Linked DNA regions of Mus musculus: regions 1 and 3 are each linked to region 2. A link is a contact called in public Hi-C data. All regions are on one chromosome and are shown on one strand. Each heading gives the region's core, a stretch centred on a gene start, on an enhancer-like site or on the middle of the called end of the contact. The rest is flanking DNA. Distances are from core to core; before and after follow the strand shown.

Region 1 (2,937 bases), core at 2-2,501, 280 kb after region 2:
TTGTCAGGAAATTCCCAAGACCAGCCACTTAAGGGTATCATTCCCCCTTTGCCCCATTCCCTGAAGATACAATGTAATCTTGCAGGGGTTGGAGATCAACTGCTTGGTTCTAGGGAATTCTTGGGAATTACAGGTATGGAGTGTGTGCTTGTGTGTGTGTGTGTGTGGTGTGTGTGTGTGCGTGTGAGAGAGAGAGAGAGAGAGAGAGAGAGAGAGAGAGAGAGAGAGAGAGAGATTGAGAGAGAAAGAGATTGAGAGAGAGAGAGAGAGAGAGAGAGAATTTTCTCGTCAGTTCCTTTTAAAGGGAAATGTCTAAATGTCTTCCACAGAGACAGACACAATAGTACCAAGGAAGAACTGACAGACGGTAGAGCACCTGATGGATCTGCTGTAGGTCATTTTTGAGAGATATTTGGAAACTCAAGTGAGTGAAAAAGAAAAGCAGAAAGAACAACCCCTGTTCCTCAGGGTGACTGATTAACTTGTCAATAACCACATGACTCAGGCCTCCAAGTCAGTCTGAAAAATGACAAACGTAAATTCCATTGTGCTTGTCAGAGAACAAATGAAATAGTATCAAAATTTTATCGCATACAAATACAAGCTAAGGTGAAAGCTTGAAAAAAAAGAGGAAAGAAGGAAAAAGTAGCTGGTGAACTGTTCTGCTCCTGCAATAACATGCTTTTAAGTGGATGACTGAGGCATCCATGGGCAGCTGGGCAGAGCCAGCATTTCCTTTTTATCTGCTGCCCCAGGAATTCTCACCCAGAGTTGATCTGTGTAACCAAGTAGGTACTGAAAGTAGTAGGTGTTTTCTTTTGTGTATATTGAAACCATGCTAACAGGAGGTTACTAACTGTGTCCCCATGGTTTTGTTACTTGCAGGGAGCAACGTTTTGAATAGCAGTCTTCAGTGTTCAGATCTAGTTGCATACCCTATGGTCACTGATACTCAACTCCAGCTTTTGTTGTGGAGAATGAAAATGACTTTCCCTGGCCTGACAAGCACACAAGAATCCTTTCATCACCAACTACTGAGGTCTGTTTTCCATGTGCAGAAAGTAAAGCTGAAGTCTGTTTACAAATCATGACTAAGCCCCTAGAGCAAAGTAGCCTGTGAAATCAATTCATCTTGTGAATATGTGAAGATGGCCATGGCTCTTTTGTATTGAAATTCTGCATTAGTTAGGCAGTCACATCTAGACTGTGACAGTTGGCTGAATGGAATTAAACAATGATAAAGCCCTAAACAATAGGAGTCAGCTAGACTGAGTCATCCGAAGAAGCTGTGCTCTGGAATACGATTTACCACAACCTCAGCTGCACATGTGTTTCTGTGGACATGGCTACTATGTAATTAGATGAGCAGTAAGTTAGGTGTTTAAAAATATTTTTTCAGGTGCTTTTTTGTATTCATGATAGATTCCTAACACCAAAAAAAATCAATCTCAATCAAAGCAGCAACTGAGTTTATCATAAATTATCATGGAAAGGTTTTCTACTGAGTAGATGGTTAATTACTATCTAATTTGAATATTTTTGCATATTAATGAGAAGTGGATGAAAATCATTTTTAGATTCTTAACTTCAGCTGAGAAACCCATGGAGATAATAGCTCCTTTACAAAAGACATGTGATTTCTGTTACTAAAGGAGATACTGATTTGTTTTTTTCCCAAAATTTACTGACTTGTTTTAAGGTGATGAATGGATTAATATTTTGCCATTAATATATTATATCCAAATGAAAGACAACTCCATTCCTTGACACTGTAGCACCTAGCTGCATTCCAGCTAAGAAAAATGGAAAAAAGATGAAGAATACGCTAAGGAAAAGTATAACCTTGCTCAGTCCTTCAGAGTTTCTAGAAGCAGACGTTTGTGCTTCCAGTTATGAGTGTATTTTTATATCTTGTACTTTTTGCCATATGAAATTCTATGTATATTTGTTTACAAGAGACGTTTAGATCTAGAATATGCATACCGAGCTGAAGGAAGAGATATACTCTGAAAATCACTGCTCCAGTCTACAATTTGAAAGAGTGACTAACAATTGCTTCCAGATTCAGAAATTGTTACTACTCAGAAGTCAAAAGTTCCTTTCATAAAGTGCCCTTGAACTCTTTCCAGCGTTACAAACAAAGGGCAATATTTCTTCTATTTTTATATACTTGGAGAAAGTAATTCGAAGAACAAATGATGTCTTTCCTTTCAGTTCTTTTTCCTTTACTCTTATTTTGTATGTAAAACAATTTGTGACATAAATTTAAGCTCTCTTCCTTTCTGCTCCACTTTGGACAGAATCTGCAGCATACCAACAATTCCATTAATCCAACTGGCTTTATCCAAGATTTATTGCAAACAAATGAAAACCAGTCATGATGAATTAAATCACATATATATTTTTATATTTTTGAAGTAAAACTTTATCCCAGGTTGGTAATATAAATAAGACATTAATTCTTATAGGCCAATGTTATTTTAGCACAATATTGATTTAGAAAGGCATTGGATAAATTGAAATGGTCTTAAATATATATTACTCCACATTATATTTTACTATGGAAAGTCAGGAACATGGAACTTTATTTGGCTTCATAGACTTTAAGGCATGATCATGGAGTTTAATAGATATCTGAGAAGTATTTAACTCAATAGAAGAGTAAAGAGTAGGAGAGAGTTTGCTTTCTGAGTCCAAAGGGCAAAGCTCTAAACATACAAGTTAGCACAATCCTGATATAGAAACCAGCCCCAATCTTGCTCTGTCATTTCATCTACCATCATGGTCAAGACCTATTGGATCGGAAAGAGAGAAGACTTTTCCAAGCAAAGAGTGGTAGACTCTGAAAGTGGGGATGATAGTGTATCTTTCTGAGGGAAAGTCTGTAAAAGAGGCAAGCCATTTTAAAAAGAACTAAAAACCCTGATGATTCCAATT
Region 2 (3,070 bases), core at 35-2,534:
AGACCCAGTCCAAAACAACATTTACATCTGAAGATTGACTTATCTGGCTGAGCTGCCCTTGGTGTCTATTTTTATTATATGTTTTCCTAAAACTCCAGTGCACAGCAATCTCTCCATAGATAACTATTTCAGTTTACCTTAGAATGTGAGGAAAAGCTGCCCACTCTGTACCTTGGACCAGCTGACCAGTGAGAGACTTGTAAAACGCACTTTGTTCTAAAACTGACCTCCTTGTGCTAACAGCATCAAGGTAATAAACTTTGAATGTAGTCTATATTTGTAAGATTTATGTGGCTGCAAGTATGTTTCATATAAACAGCTCATGTAAAAGTTTTCTTTGTTTCTACTTCAAAAAAGAAAAAAGATATGCTTTTGGAGACAGGAGTATGAGGTATGCTGTTCTCCCCTGAGAAACACAAGCCCCCTCTCCCACCTCACCCTGCTCCTCTGCACAGTAGATACCGATCACACCAAAACCAGACTGCTTCCATACCCAGGCCCACACTAATTTACAAACAGTCCATCTTGTACACACCACCATAGGATCTAAGTGCCAGAAAACAGCTTGTCTGGAAACTGATGTTTTATTTTACATCTGCACTGTAAAATTATCAAGTACAGATATTTTTATGTCTTCGTGATTCTGGTTTTTAAAAAGTATTTTTCAAGCTGACGACATTAGTTTATTTTCACTGGTGCCAAGGGGCCATTCTCTCTGTCTTTTCTAGTCCCTGCTGTCGGTCCTACTGCATAAAGGGGCAGGGGGTTGGAGAATACCTACTTGGTTTTAGCAGTCTGGACAGCCACAGGGTCGTCCAGCTTTGCTTCCCAAGGAAGCTTCCCGAAGAGCCAGTGCAGCATGCAGTAACCAAGGATTTCAACATCACTCCTCCTGGACGGGGCTGCAGAAAGGGGAGGATGAGAAAGCTCGTGAGAAATAGAGAAATCTTTGAGTGAGCTCCCATTGACGAAATATGCAAAGGCCAAATGGGTAGAGCGTCATGTTTACTCAGCTGGAGTAACATTAACTGTCTGGGTCTCTGGCCTCGGTCCACAGACAGGCAGCGACTGGCTGCTGAAGTAAGGGTCAGTTTCTTCACCTCCTCCAACTTCATCTTTCCTTAGTCTAGCCTGTCATATGAACTTGATCCCATGGCCTCTGACATGATCCAGACAACCCATAACCCGGCACCAACACTTTCTCAAAGAGCCAAGCAGTAAAACAAAGAAATAAATGTCTGCAGCTAAATTGCTAACACATGTTCAAGGAAGTCCATGGGGTTTGCCGCGGTCACGCAGAGACCCTCTGAGTGCAGACTAAACACTGAAGGTCTTTCCTATTCTGTCACACCAGTGGTTGCACTTGAAGCCAGAAGAATATGACAAAACTGCCATCTAGTGTGCAGTCTTTAAAACCAGGCCCAAGAAGATGCAGTTCTGTGGAAGAACCACAACCATGGGCACACAGCTCCCAAGTGCTTCCCATATCTTCAGATACGAGAAGCTCTGCACAAAACTACTAGTCTTAAATCTGAAAGCCAGAGGTGAGGCAAGCATGAGGGGAATGTGGTCCAGAGGTATGGTGGAGAAGGAAGTTCTGAAGTAAAATAGAGACTTATTGTAAGATGGCTTTTATTAAAACATAGTAAAAGAACATGATCAGATCCCAGTAAATATCATAATTAACAAACTCTTAAATACTGTGGACTAATTTCATCTCATTTTGACATATTTTTTTTTCTCAAGTACCTTATATCAAAAGGCAGTGAGAACTAAGACTTGTTAAATTCAACTGACGCTTGGTAATAAGTCATTGAATTAATGACTAACACGCCTATAAAATAAAGTCATTTTATCAGCATTCCAAGCTGTTATAAAAACAATAAGGTGGTATTTATATTTATTCTACTACTTGAATGTTCATCTGTGCAGGGATATATAATATCCTGAGCAATATGTGGCTGTTAAAGCTGTTGTAAACAGGTATTCCATTTCATTGTCCTTAATGAAGTAAACTCTAAAAAGTCACTGAGTGAACTAGGTCTTTAATTTATAGAAGCATCTACTAAGAACAATTGTGCCACCACATGTGTAGCTACTCTAGGTCACCATACATAGTTTTAAAGGTGCTATATGTTGTAGCTACTCTGATTGTTATAAAAGCACAGCATATGGTTACCCTTACACATTCTCATCTTAACTGCTATTTGAGTACTGAGTTATTAAAGGACCTTCAATCCAGTAGAAGGCCAGGCCCATGGGTGCTGTATGTTTTGTGGTTGGACTTCAATATTTCTTAATGCAGGATTTGGCTCTAGTATTAAAATAGAAACACAATCTCTACCATGCTGTTATGCAATGATTTCTTCTGTGAAAAAATCTCCCATTAATAGAATGGCTCCATTTGTACAGATGTGTGCACAAGTTCTTTTTCTATTACAGGAATTCCTAATCACAACCTTTACTGCTCAAAAAGGATATTCTGACACACGTTTGCGAGATACTGGCTACACACAAGAGGAGAGAAAAACAAACCAATGTGAATGAATGAATGTGGAATGAAACTTCCCAGGAACTCTAGCTACCTCCAGCTGAGGGACACAGCTGAAATCAATATTTCATAAACTGGTCTTCATGTAAAATAGGCCTTTGAGAGCCAAGTTCACTTCACTATTATAGTTCAGTCTTATCTAATTAAATATATTATCAAATTTTCAGTCTTTCACTATATATGCTCCGTTAATGAGTATGGTAAGCAAGCATTTTAAAAAAATTTTATTAGATATTTTCTTTATTTACATTTCAAATGTTATCTCCTTTCCTAGTTTCCTCTCCAAAAGTACCCTATACTCTCCCCCTACCCTGCTTCCCAACCCACCCACTCCTGCTTCCTGGCCCTGGCACTCCCTTCTACTGGGGCATATAATTTTTGTAAGACCAAGGGTCTCTCCTCACATTGATGACCAACTAGGCCATCCTCTGCTACATATGCAGCTAGAGACACAAGCTCTGAGGGGTACTGGTTAGTTCATATTGTTGTTCCTCCTATAGGGCTGCAGACCCCTTTAGC
Region 3 (2,740 bases), core at 80-2,579, 420 kb before region 2:
CCATCTCACAGAACTTCACTAAGAGCCTTGGACCAAGGAATAACTCTTGATGAGCTTGCATAAGCTGTAATGCAATAAATATGAGATCCTTCTTCACAGATGCAACCACCTTGGTCATTTCACAAAAGACATTTCTTGGGTTATTTCCATAATCCCCCATATTTATGAAATATACTTAAACCTTTCACAGCTACAGTTGGAGGGCATTGAGTGTCCATATAAGCTAAATGATTGGTGTTATTGGATCATCAAATGATACAATTTTGATATTCAGTTCCTACACATTGAATCATGATTATTTCCCTTTTGCTGTTTCGGTAAAGAATTCGACAAGGTTTCATTTAGAAAGAATTATCCTGGCCCACAATATATCAGCTCAGGTCACTAAGAAGCACAACGCAATAATATTGTCAATACTATTGATATGTCTCAGGAAAAGTGAGACTGGAAAATGCAGAAATGTCACCAGCTTTGTCTTACCTTCATTTTAATAGCGTGTAGCCTGACCTGTATGGGAGGGGTTGACTACTTCAATTAGGTTTACACTATTTTCAATAGGCCCTCAAATGAGTGCATTTAGCTGGAAAGCATTTCCTGGCTTTATTATTACTGTTGTCATCCTTAAAATGCATTCTATTTATTTTTTTAATTCACCAGGAGGGGTGGAGGAATATGGGAACAATAAAGAAAACGAGCCTGTAACATGCCCTTGGGGACCAATAGTAAAGGGAAAAGAATCACAGGGGAAGAGAGATGGCAGATGAAAATGAAAGACGTATCTTATTAGATCATCATAATTAAGAAGTAATAGGTATTCATAAAGAAGCCCAAGACCAAAGTCCTAAAGATGTCCTCAGTAGCAAAAGCAAATGTTGGCTAATAAGAAGTAATCAACAAATAATCTACATTAAAAAGCCATCGGAACCACAGGAAAATGAGAGGGCAGAGACCTGCCTTGTTGCCGTCTCCCCCCTGCCATAGTGCACTGTGGGCAGACCTAAACTGAAATTAACTTCCACAACACAACACTTCAGGCAAACACAGGTAAACAGCTTGTACCCCACGCCTTGGTACCTGTGGCTTATCATGGGATAGCCTAGGATTCAAAACCCTGAGATTACAGTTGCTGCCAGAGGACCAGGGGGATCAGGACTCATGAGGAGACTGACCCCACATCATGCATTTTGGCAGAAAACAGGAATTAATTGGATAGATTTTTCCTGTAGTTCCTGTGTTTTAAGTTAGCTGGACCTCTGAGCACTGAGGAGACAAGACTGAAGGGAAAGAGGACTACGTTTGGTCCTTGGACACCCCCTAGTGTCTATGTGAGCATGAACACGGCCAGCAGGCACGTTCTTTGCCTCTCTGTTGTACTGAACAGAATGCAAAGCTGAGACAGAAGTCCCTGGATGCCACAGGATTGGAAATCTGCTCTCTGGGTGGAATTCCGATGTCGAAGCCTCAGCTCAGTTCAGATACTTCCCAGAGTTCCCATTTAGTAACAATTTCTTCAGTGTGTTAAGAATCTGTCTCAAGAAAATATGGAAAATTATACCTGCAGCCAGAAAGGGGCCTATAATTTGTTTCCAAATTCTTTTTAAGAGATAGATCTCAGAGTTAATATAGTGATTGCAAAATGAAAAGGAGAGATGGAGGGAAAGCAATCTCTTCGGGAGGACCTCTGGCAGTCTGTCTTTATATAGATACCTTGGGAGCCTTTGCAGAAGCACTGTGATGTATTTATGTCTGCCCCTGTGATTGGATGTGAAGTCTGAATAAAGCCCGGGAAGATGGCTGGCCACTTCTCACAGTCAGCGGTTCTCCATGCGAGATTTCATTTGTGTGATGAAGATATAATTTAAAAGTGGCTCAGAAACGCTTTAGTATAAGTGCCTTTGAAGGTTCCTGTACAAATCATGTATGACTCCCTTTCCATCTAAGTAAATTAATTTTTGGTATCCTGTGGTTGGTTATCTATAGGGCTAGGCTTTCTCTGTTAACGTATTGTTGAAGTTATGAATTATTACCATAGGTTTCATCCACACTCATCTTAAAAGTGTAAAGAAGTCAAGTGTTATTCTATATAGCTCTCGCAAATGACCCTGCCCACCTCCCAGAACTCTCCACAGTTTGGGGGAAAGCATTCCATATATGAGTTAATGAGAATCCAGACTGCATTTTCCTACTTTTTCTAGCATTTTCTAACAACTGGTTGAGGAAAGCAACCAGTCCTTCTATTGAACACTGAAGACTATATTATCACAGCGAAGGGAACTTTTTCTTGCTGCATCTGGGATCTATCACCCAGACTAGATCTAGATCATAGCATTTTAGAGATGAGCATCCTTAGAGAGCATTACATTGAAGACTGTCAGAAAGGGAGATGTCAAGACAGCTTGGCCTAGTCCACAACCACCCTAAATCTGTGAATGGAACACTGTCATTTTTTTTATTTTATTTTTATTTTTTAATTCCTTCACAGGAAATGCTATTGCCTTAAATACCAAACAAAGATAGCCATGTTTCTGGTTAAATCCCACACAAAATAAACTTATTTGAAAAAGGAATCTTGGCATATGAATACAAAACGTATATAATTTTCTTGATCTTTAATCCCTATGCCAATGTCTGTTTTAGAGATTATGGCCCCTAACAAATCTGCTTAGTGAATTTTTGGCTGACAAACCTGGCAACAAAAATACTGTCTGAAATACACTCTGAAGGCTAAACATTTTTATAA

Evidence for each region. Hi-C and Micro-C count contacts between places; a contact is called where the count stands out from the background.
Region 1: a contact with region 2 is called in a Hi-C map of cortical neurons, with 2.6 times the contacts expected there. The contact joins two enhancer-like sites. A contact is called at or near these places in 1 of 15 datasets of contacts at CTCF or cohesin (pro-B cells), 8 of 484 Hi-C or Micro-C datasets (the HPC-7 cell line, brain, cerebral cortex and 3 more), 1 of 115 datasets of contacts at active chromatin or transcription factors (bone marrow-derived dendritic cells) and 1 of 9 other capture datasets (embryonic tail).
Region 3: a Hi-C map of cortical neurons shows a contact between it and region 2, with 3 times the contacts expected there. The contact joins two enhancer-like sites. A contact is called at or near these places in 3 of 484 Hi-C or Micro-C datasets (cortical neurons and ventral hippocampal neurons).

Annotation. Positions count from the first base shown.
Region 1 is chr11:26,772,405-26,775,341 of GRCm38.p6, forward strand. No RefSeq gene overlaps it. Among named protein-coding and RNA genes, the nearest start is that of Vrk2, 180 kb to the left of the region's middle. RefSeq lists an enhancer at 1-1,609. Within about 2 kb of position 1,252, at least 9 of the 459 cell types and tissues checked have an H3K27ac peak or open chromatin away from gene starts, as enhancers often do. A contact at or near this core is called in cortical neurons, where this site is marked.
Region 2 is chr11:26,488,992-26,492,061 of GRCm38.p6, forward strand. It overlaps Vrk2 (vaccinia related kinase 2), which reads right to left. Exons shown (of 13, transcript NM_027260.3): 9 at 782-902. Among named protein-coding and RNA genes, the nearest start is that of Vrk2, 100 kb to the right of the region's middle. RefSeq lists an enhancer at 97-2,742. Within about 2 kb of position 1,285, at least 52 of the 459 cell types and tissues checked have an H3K27ac peak or open chromatin away from gene starts, as enhancers often do. A contact at or near this core is called in cortical neurons, where this site is marked.
Region 3 is chr11:26,072,777-26,075,516 of GRCm38.p6, forward strand. All of the region lies in intron 1 of 5730522E02Rik (RIKEN cDNA 5730522E02 gene), which reads right to left. Among named protein-coding and RNA genes, the nearest start is that of Mir6372, 130 kb to the right of the region's middle. Within about 2 kb of position 1,330, at least 11 of the 459 cell types and tissues checked have an H3K27ac peak or open chromatin away from gene starts, as enhancers often do. A contact at or near this core is called in cortical neurons, where this site is marked.